Regions from separate parts of the Sus scrofa genome. Here all the other regions are linked to region 2. A link is a contact called in public targeted proximity ligation data. All regions are on one chromosome and are shown on one strand. The core of a region is the stretch at or near the end of the contact, and the rest is flanking DNA. Distances in the headings are between cores, read along the strand shown. Region 1 has its middle 24 kb from the start of EXT1. Region 2 overlaps EXT1 (exostosin-1). Region 3 overlaps EXT1 (exostosin-1).

What was found.
Region 1: a targeted proximity ligation map of alveolar macrophages shows a contact between it and region 2. A contact is called at or near these places in 4 of 47 Hi-C or Micro-C datasets (blood, heart right ventricle and omental adipose tissue) and 1 of 2 datasets of targeted methods (alveolar macrophages).
Region 3: a contact with region 2 is called in a targeted proximity ligation map of alveolar macrophages. A contact is called at or near these places in 1 of 47 Hi-C or Micro-C datasets (embryonic fibroblasts) and 1 of 2 datasets of targeted methods (alveolar macrophages).

What each region holds. Positions count from the first base shown.
Region 1 is chr4:20,619,419-20,623,265 of Sscrofa11.1, reverse strand. No RefSeq gene overlaps it. Among named protein-coding and RNA genes, the nearest start is that of EXT1, 24 kb to the left of the region's middle.
Region 2 is chr4:20,858,919-20,862,287 of Sscrofa11.1, reverse strand. The region is part of intron 1 of EXT1 (exostosin-1); the gene reads right to left. Among named protein-coding and RNA genes, the nearest start is that of EXT1, 220 kb to the right of the region's middle.
Region 3 is chr4:20,719,051-20,722,432 of Sscrofa11.1, reverse strand. All of the region lies in intron 1 of EXT1 (exostosin-1), which reads right to left. It also overlaps the pseudogene LOC102166572. Among named protein-coding and RNA genes, the nearest start is that of EXT1, 76 kb to the right of the region's middle.

The sequences.
Region 1 (3,847 bases), core at 71-2,570, 240 kb after region 2:
CCAAATTAATGTAATTAATACTACAGTCTTGGTTGTTTATCATGACTTGATAATATCACAAGGGAATGAAAATATTGGCTCTTTTATCCCTTTAAATAGCTGAGATGAAACTGTTCGAGCTCTAATGTTACAACAGCTGTTTCTCATGTCCTAGAATATAATTGGTTGGTGCTGAGGTTACTAAATTGTAAGAAATTGACTTTGGTTTTATGCTTGCCTACTTTTGGTGAAGGGAGAGATGGGAAATATTAGATTTTTCCTGTAATGAAAAAGGTAAAACCTTCCCTAATGAAATGGCAGCTTCCAGGTCTCATCTGTATAATTTTCTTTACTGGCGCACTGTCTCTGGGTTTGCTGGATAACATGGCTGGGAAAGCAGGACCATTCTAGCTTTCCTCCTAATTAGCTCCCAACCCAGCACAGCTGGTCAAAACGCATCAGGGCTTTCCCACGAGGGCCTCTTTCTGGAAGTCACTGTAAAGTGATCTGGTCTCCAGTGAGAAATGCAATAGGGGATTTGAGACCATCATGATCCCAAATACTTTGTAGAAGGGAGGTTCCTTTATCTGAATATCTTTCTTGCTTAGGGACATTGTTCTCAAAATGTCCTTGGATCAGCCCCATTAGCATCACCTAGGAACGGATGCAGGTTCCCAGGCCAAACCTAGACTATTAAATTAGAAACTCTGGAAGGGGTGGGCCTGGGAATCTGCATCTGTTCCTTGGTTGATGCTCCCATGCATTCTCATGAACTGAATGGCTGGAACCAAAGCTGTGGAACAGATCTAGTGGGACGGTCACAAGGTGGAATTTAAGGGGCAGACCTAACTTTAACACCAGAGAAGTTTTTCCAGTTATAAATCCAGATGTCCACTGTTGAGTTCTGATTTCCCTGGTGTTCTCTTTCCAATGAGCTATAGCTTCTCCATCCTTTAGAAACTCCCCTTAGGTTGGAAAGGAATCAAGTATGTGCTGGATTTTTCCAGCAGCTTCTAGGCTGGCAAGTTTCCTTTAACCTTTGAAAACTACTTCGAAGTTTCCCTTTGAGAAAACCTAGAGCTATGCACAGCTGATATCTTTGCTCCTGGATCTGGCTCCCCTAGACCAGCTGCAGCTATGTAAACTGGAGGAAGGGAAGTCGCTCTGATGCCTGCTGTGAAGTAATGGCAGGAGCCTTTAGGAGATGTGGAATGTGAAGCAAAAGTGTGATCAGTCAGCAAGGAAGAAAACCCAGGGCTTCCTGTTTGGACAAATTCCTAGTTTCTTTTTGCCTGTTCTTCCTCTTCCATCTCTTTGGTAATAGGAGTTCTTCCTCCACCAGAATGCACAGCCCCATTTCCCAGCAGTGCTTGCATTGCCCTGTAGACACTAGGTTACGCAGAATGTAGAAGTATCAGCTTAAATTGAAGAACAGAAGTTTTCCTTCCGTGCTGTGTTCTTAAGCTCTACAAGTTAGCACAGCACCATCCAAAAAATATTAAGAATACACATGAGGGGTAGTTGCAGAAGTAGTAGAAAGCATTTCTCTCACCCTTGGCACTAATTTTTTTCTTTTATTTTTTGTGGAATGAAGATTAGAGGGGAAAATAAAATATCAATATTAGGCAAAATGAGTCAACAAGAAGAGGTATGGAACAGATGCCTGCTTAGAATGGAAGAATCAGGGATGGGGAGAATGGAGGTGAAACTTGATTTGATCCTTAAATGATAAGGAAGGAGGCAGCATGGGGTAGTGATAAGAGAATGGGTCTTACATACAGATGGCCAACAGGCACATGAAAAGATGCTCAGTGTTGCTAATTATTAGAGAAATGCAAATCAAAACTACAATGAGATATCACCTCATGCCAGTCAGAATGGCCATCATCTATAAGTCTACAAATAAACAAGTGCTAGAGAGGGTGTGGAGAAAAAGGTACCCTCTTACACTGATGGTAGGAATGAAAGTTGGTGTAGCCACCAAGCAAAACAGTATGGAGGTTCCTCAAAAAACTAAAAATAGACTTACCATATGATCCAGTAATCCCACTCCTAGGCATATATCCGGACAAAACTATAATTCAAAATGACACATATATCCCTATGCTCATAGCAGCACTGTTCACAATAGACAAGACATGGAAATAACCTAAATGTCCATTGAGAAATGAATTAAGATGTGGTACATATATACAATGGAATAATACTCAGCCATAAAAAAGAACAAAATAATGCCATTTGCAGCAACATGGATGCAACTAGAGATGCTCATACTAAGTAAAGTAAGTCAGAAGGAGAAAGACAAACACCATATGATATCACTTGTATGTGGAATCTAAAATAGGGCACAAATGAACCTATCTACAAAACAGAAACAGACTCACAGATGTAGAGAACAGGCTTGTGGTTGCAGAGGGGGAGGAGAGAGGGAGAGGGATAGAGTGGGAGTTTGGGGCTAGCAATTGCAAACTATTATATATAGAATGGTAAACAACAAGGTCCCACTGTATAGCATAGGGAACTATATTCAATATTCTATGATAAGCCATAAAGTAAAAGAATATTTTAAAAAACCTATATACAGAATAGAAACAGACTTACAGACTTTTAAAAATTTTATTATTATTATTATTATTATTATTATTAAAGAATAGTTGATTTACAATGTTTCAACAAGTTCTGTTGTACAACAAAGTGACCCAATCACATACATTTCCCTGTGCTGTACAGTAAGATCCCATTCCCCATCCATTCCAAATATAACAGTTTGCATCCAAAAAACCCCCAAATGCCTATCCATCCCAATACCTCCCCTTTCCCCCTTAGGAACTTCAAGTCTGTTCTTCTTGGCCATGGTTTGCTCCTGTTTTGTTGTTTGTTTGTTTGTTTGTTATTTTTAGGTAGGATCATCTGTTCCATGTTTTAGGTTCCACAAATAAGTGACATTACATGGTATTTATCTTTTTCCTTCTGGATTACTTCACTTCAGACTTACAGACTTTGAAAACCAACTTAGGGTTACCAAAGGGACAGGTGGGGAGAGGGATGGACTGTGGTGTGGGATGGGCACACGCACACTGAGCTGTATGAAATGGTTGGCCAACAGGGACCTGCTGTATAGCACAGAGAACTCTCCCCAATATTCTATATCATTCACATGGGAAAAAGAATCTGAAAAAGAATGGATGTCTATATATGTATAACTGAATCACTTTGCTGTATAGCAGACATTATCATGACATTATAAATCAACTAACCTCCAATAAAATTTTCAAAAAAATATATGTATATATGTATGAATGACTGAATCACTTTCCTGTACAGCAGAAATTAACACAACATTATAAACAATCATATTACAATGAAAAAAGAAAAAAGTGGGAAAAAAAAAAGTATGGGTTTTAGAGGATGTTTCCTGACTACCCAATAGCAAGTGAGTGACCGGCCATAGTCAATGAATAGCCAAGGGAGATGTGATTAGTAGTACCATGTAAGTCAGGAAATAAGCACAGGAAACAGAAACCACTCTAGGTATTTCAAGCAGAATAGGATTTAGAGTAGGGCAGTAAAGTGGTTACAAAATTGTAGGAAGGATGGCAGGAACTGAGAGCAGGAGCCATTCCTAGGCTTCTCCCACTGCAGCTGCCACCTCCAGTGCAGGGAGATGCAGGAGAACACTTTCACCATCACAGCTGCTCCACCACCTCCAGTCCCATTCCCAGACCAGCTTCCTGGGTCACTGAGCAAGTTCCCCTTTGATGAGCATGTGCATCAGCGAATGGAGCCCTGAAGAGGATGGCCCTCCTGCCTTCTGCTTTCTAATCTCATGAGACTACATCTCATTGGCGGATCTGACACCACACCTAGA
Region 2 (3,369 bases), core at 203-2,702:
TGTACTAAGAACCATGCTTAACTTTTCTAGGTTCCTTTGCCAAAAGTCAACATGCCCAGCTACCAAATCAAGGAATGGCCAATTCACCAAAGATAGCATACTGAATGAACAATTTCCTGCATTCACCAAATTTCTAAACAACATGTTTCTTTAAGCTACTTATGGGGTTTGCAGCAGTTTTGACATGATGGGATGGGGTGAACTCAAAAACTTTAGATTTCTGAAGTTACTAATAAGTTTCCATCTTGTCTTCATAGCATTAAAGGAATGGTCAATTCACCAAAAGCTACAGATAGTTTAGTTTTCTTGTGGCTGTGTAAGGTCTAGAAAATATATTCCATTGTTAGCAACCATTATTAATAATGACCTGGTAAAAAAAAAAAAGTGCTTTTTAAAATATGGTTTTGTTTTTACTTATATGCGAGACTTTTTGCTTGTTGGTTATATTGACATTTTAACCTGTTTATGAATTTTTTACCTTATGAAAGTTTCCAAGTTTTGGATCTTTCTTGTTTTGAATTAGGTGAGGTGTTCAGGAATATATCTTCCTTATAAAATATAACTACTTATAAAATATAGCTACTAAATTAAATTAAATGCAGATGACTAGAATGCACACTCAACAAGGACAAGAATATTATGTCTAGTTCAAGGGTAGTAAACTATGGGTCATATGTTATCTGTTTTTATAAATCAAGTTTCATTAGAACACAGCTAATCATTGTTTATATGCTATATGGCTACTCTGCATAAAAAAATTTAACAGAGTTGAAATAAGAATGGTAAGGGCTGTAAAGCCTAAATATTTACTATCTGGTACTTCAAAGAAAAAGTTTGCAATTACTAGTTTATCACTGTATCCATAGTTCCTGGAGCAATGCCTGGCTAGTTTGGGGGTTCCATAAATAGTACTTGAAGGAATCAATGAACAACTCTGTTTTTTTTTTTTTTTTTTTTTTTTTTTTGGTCTTTTTTTGTTGTTGTTGTTGTTGTTGCTATTTCTTGGGCCGCTCCCGCAGCATATGGAGGTTCCTAGGGGTTGAATCGGAGCTGTAGCCACAGGCCCACGCCAGAGCCACAGCAACGCGGGATCCGAGCTGCGTCTGCAACCTACACCACAGCTCACGGCAACGCCGGATCGCCAACCCACTGAGCAAGGGCAGGGACCAAACCTGCAACCTCATGGTTCCTAGTCGGATTCGTTAACCACTGCGCCACAATGGGAACTCCGACTCTGGTTTTTAATATAGGCTGGCCAGCTCCTACCACTCATTTCAGTGTTTACTGTCTCACAACCTCATGGGCTGGTGAGGGATGTTGGTTCTTCACGGTGACACGGAAGTTAAGTGGGATGAGTCAGCTGGTAGAGCAAACCACGTTTGTGGTTCCAGGACAGAGGCCAACCCCAATGCAGAGGAACGGTTTGTAGCAATGTAGAAACAAACCCACATTTCTGCAAAGACTATATTGGGGAACTCCAAACACAACTCATCTGGCTGGTCTCTAAGAACCCAAGTCACTGCATGTCATTAAAAAAAGAAAAGAAAATGTAGGTTGGCCAATATTTCTTTCCCCTTCTGAAGGTTGGCAGTGATTTTTGTGGTTGAAGTGATGAGCAGCCCTAACAAGAAGGAAACCACAAAACCACGCCCAGTGCTTCTCCCAAACTAGTTGTTGCTGCACACACAAAAAATACATGTCTTCTTCAAGAGATTCGCTGGAATTGTCCTGGCATAAAGTAGCTTCCCCAAATGTTATTCTGATGAGGAATATTATTAAGAAATCAAGCAGTGATAAATCTAGTGGGAATTTTTTTTTTGCCAGTTAAAAAATTGAGGATGAAGTTGTGTACTTACCTCAAGATCAAAGCCTATTAAGGAAACTGTTACCAGACCAAACCTAGTGAGTTGGATTTTTTTTTTTTTTTTTGTCTTTTTAAGGCTGCACCCATGGCATATGGAAGTTCCCAGGCTAGGGGTGGAATTGCAGCTGGCCTATGCCACAGCCACAGCCACAGCAACTTTAGATCCAAGCCACATCTGCTACCTACACCACACTTCAAGGCAATGCCAGATCTTTAATCCACTGAGCAAGGCCAGAGATGAAACCTGCATCCTCATGGATGCTAGTCAGATTTGTTTCTGCTGAGCCTCAACAGGAACTCCAAGTTGGATTTTTATTGTTGTTATTCAGTTTATTTGCTTGTTTGATTGTTGGGGGGAGGGGAGAAGTGATGGCTAGCAGGCTGCTTTAATTTCCTAGTGTCTTAATATCACTGCTATTAAGACCTTCCATCCCAATCAATACTCAGTTCTACCAATTCCCAATTCACCTCAGTGAAATACCCACAGTAGAAAAAGAACATGGACCATTACTTTGCAGCTTTAGATGGGCTGTAATTCTGCTCATTCCCTCAAAAGCAGAATTACTCAATCAGTCCTTTGTGCCTATCAATGTGCTAGGTGCTCTGGGTATAAAAATACCATATGGCATCATGTTGTATTTGTTTAAAAAGGTTTTGCTGTCTGAGAGAAAGAAAGGCCTAAGCCCATGAAATATCAAGGACTAAAAAAAGAAATAAAGCAACGAAGATAAAAACAATAATCAGTGAAGGGTTCTAACCCAGGTAACCTACTCCAAAGGTATGCGTGTTGTCTTCAATTACAACTTTTTTTTTTTTTCAAGGGGGTCTAGTCATGTAATTTTTAATGTTCCCTTTAAGTACTAGAACATTTAAAAGTGACTTGGGGTACCCAGAATTGGGGGGGTGGGGGGAATCAACTCAAGGCTTCATTTCTTTGACGTCATCTCCTGGTCAGCTTCTACTTTCTTTATAAATTTCTTTTTGGCCTTTGTGCTGCAACTCCTGAGATTACAACTCACTTCCAAATAATTCCAGAAACTGCTCTTCACTAGACAGTGCTTATCCTCATTGCCCCTGGATGGTGCTCCCAGTGAAAGCAGCAATAAAAGCTCATCGAATCCATCACGGCCATGAAACAACCACTGGCAATTCTGGAGCTAATGCTTGAGTCAATTCCGGCTCTCCTCTAAAGGCACTTCCATCGATACTACTTCTCTTTCTAGCCTTCTGAGATCCCTTGTTACCTTGATAGTACACAACTAGATAAACCCAAACTAGAGCTCTCCTCAGGAAATAACCCTAGCTAAGCAATGGTTGCAATGGCGTGCACCCTGGAGAGGTCTTTTGGAGGGTAAGGAGCTATGCAAGTGGCTTTGTGTGGCTGTCTTTTCAAAGACCACAGACCAGCTGGAGTCTAGGCCAGATGTCACTTTAACAGCATTAGCAGGTAAACTGCAGTCACACTTGAATGTACATTTAAAATTTTGAATTATCCAGGGTAGTTT
Region 3 (3,382 bases), core at 428-2,927, 140 kb after region 2:
ACAAATACGACATTTGTGATCAATAAGAACAAAAAAAAAAAAACATACATGCTGATTAAGGCATAGGCCCACCATGAAGTTAAAACTCTTGAGCCTTGAACACAGGCCCTTGACCACCTGTCTGTCAATCACCTCCTGGGGTTCATCTTCCCCACCCCCACCTCCCCTACCCTTGAGGCACGTGGGCCCACAGCCCTTTCTCCAATGCTCTTTTGAACCTGCAAGATTTTGCCAACTCTCTTCCTTATTCCTGCAATACTTTTCCAAGTGAAATTTTATTCCCCGCTTCTCAACTTCCCGTGTGTACCAAATATGCTCTATCATAGCCAGACTAAGTCAGTAAGACTCTCTAGGGGAGAAACCTCACAATCTGAATTTTCCTCCCCAAGTAACATTTATATTCAAGCAAGAGTAGGAAACAATGGCTTCAAAAAATGCTCGAGAAAGGAGGAAAGGGAGTTTAAATTCCTATCTCAGTATCATTTTACAGGTCACATTTTCTAACTTTATGGTCAATACATAAAGCTTTCTTCAGAATTTTCTCCAGGATAATCTGAGTAAAATGGCCATGTGAAATAAACAAGCCCCCCAGACCTTGAGTGTTATAGGTGTACATTATATAAAAGCATGAGAAGTGGCTGTGAGTTTGCACAGGTGCACACATGAACATACATATACACACAGGAAGACACATGCACACTAATATCAAAAGACATTAATGTCTGGGGAGTTCCCATTGTGGCTCAGAGGTTAATAAACCTGACTAGTATCCATGAGGATGAGGGTTTGATCCTTGGCCTTGCTCAATGGGTTAAGGATCTGGCGTTGTCGTGAGGTGCGGCGTAGGCCAGCAGCTACAGCTCTGATTCGGCCCCTAGCCTGTGAATCTCCATAAGCCACGGGTGCCGTGCTAAAAAAAGAAAAAACAAAGACAAAAGACACCAATATCGGCCTCAAGCAGCATACAATTTTCAGATGAGAAGACACTTAAAAAAGTGTTCCTCTCTATGACAAACCAGAAAAGGGGGATCTGTGTTTATTTTTTCTTACACACACATACTTTAATGATCTGACTTCTCCTAGGCAGCCTCTGACCAATTTTACACATTAGGTAAAATCAAATATGAGTTCTCCACTGCAAACTGAAAGATCCAAAAATCTATCTTTTCCTCTATGACCAAATGGCTAAATATACTTGGATGAATTAGTTTCAATCTTTGAATTTTCTTCCTTTCAAACAATTCCAGCTCACTCCCTTACATTAGTAAGAGATCTTAAAGACAGTTAAAAAAAATAAGCTAGAAAAGAAGAATTCGAGTTTTGGGTCCCAAAAGCATTTTGCTTTAATGTAAGAGAGGGAAAGATAAATCCTGACAGTATTTAAAACATGTACTAAGTTTTTCTTTAAAAAATTGCTGCATAATGACAAATTACAAAAAGAACCACTTCCATTGGAGGCTTATTTGCTCCCTTCGTGGATTAAATATAAATTTGGCTTAAATATATAAATAAATTCAGTTTAAAATATAAATTCAGTTTAATAGAAGGTCAACAGCTGTCTGCATATTCGGGAAGCACTTCCTCTGTGCCAGGGCCAGTGTGCAATGCCCTAGAAGGGGCAGAATTAGCATGTCAGGCAGGGGGCGGGGTGGAACTCAGAGGTCACCAAGTCCATCAGCCCTCTCGTGTTTGACTTTCTTGTTTCAACATAGCCTCCAGGACATCCCCTTCTGACAACCTATTTAGACTTAGCTCGAGTTTTTATTTAGGATCAGCTGTGTCCCCTTCTTCTAAGTCGTATTCATTGAAGACTTACCACACATAGGATGCTGAACACTCATAAAGGCACTTCCTGTTCACTGAGCACTGACTGCCCTGGGACCCTGGGCTCGTCCCTACACTTTCTAACAACTCTGCTGTGTCCTCACACAAGGAAAGGCAAGGGATCCCTCTGGGGTCTCTTTTATAAGGGCACAAATCCACTTGCATGGGCCCCACCCTCATGACCTAATCACCTTGCAAAGGCCCCATCTCCAAATATCATCCCAGTGGAGGTTAGGTTATAACGTGAAATCTGAGGGGCCCACAAACCTTTCTAGCACCCTTCATTAAACTCTACCAAAAGATCCTAATACACCAAATACATCCACCCGCTCCCTGCCCCCATTCATTGCAGAAAAAGAAGTGAACACTGACCATGACCCCACCCCCTTTTAGCCTCCTCCCTTTGATATGGACCATTTGTCCCTTTCATAGAACTTGCTATAGTCTGAAATGATCTTGTTAATTTATTAAATTATCTACCTTCTCTACACACACACACACACACACCCCTACAGGAAGAACGCAGCCCCTTTAGGGCAGTGATTTTGAATGTCTGGGTCACTTTCCTATATCCCACCATCTGGAACAGTGGGCTCAATAAATATTTGTAGGGATAGGAGGTTTTGTGGCATCCTTTCATTTTAAATAGTGCAAGTATATATATATATATATATATATATATATATATATATATATATACACACACATATATACACACACACACATATATACACACACACATATATACATACATATACATACACATATATACATATATATAATTTTTTAATGCATGTTGGACAAGATATGCCCAGATATGTATATGTTAATTCCTTCTTTCAATCCAAGATTAAGTCTACATTCTGTTTCAGCATCGAGGACCAGGAAGTACATTGAAAAGACCACCAACGAGTAACATCAAGTCAAAATACCCCCAAAAATGAGAATTTTTGAAGAAAACACCGATGAATTTCTTTTCACTGAACACTCAAGCAGGCATCAATAATTCACATGAATTCTGAGAGAAGGTGAAAGGGTTTGACACTTCCTTCATTTGGGCCAGTGAGTTGGGACCCTGGCTAAGCAGGCTTGCTCAGTTTTATCCAAAAATAAATGAACACACCAAAAACGCAAAACCCCTCAAGTAGAAAGGCAGGTAATAGAAATGCTACTATGGGCGTTTCCTATGTTAGCATTTTCACTTCACATTTTCATCCTGAAGTGTAGCTACATTTCAGAAATTCTGTGAAAGCACAACAGCCCTCAAAAAAGCAGAGTCTAGTAATGCTGAAACTGCTGTTTAATGAAGACGCATTCTAGTTCATGAAAATCTCAAATGAGAAGTAAAAAGAGCCTGGAGTTTCCATCATGACTCAGCAGTAACAAATCCAACTAGGATTCATGAGGATGCGGGTTCAATCCCTGGCCTCGCTCAGTGGGTTAAGGATCTGGCATTGCCATGAGCTGTGGTAGGTCACAGACTTGGCTTGGATCCTGCGTTGTTGTGGCTGTGACATAGGCTGACAGCTGTAGCTCTGATTCAACCCCTAGCCTGGGA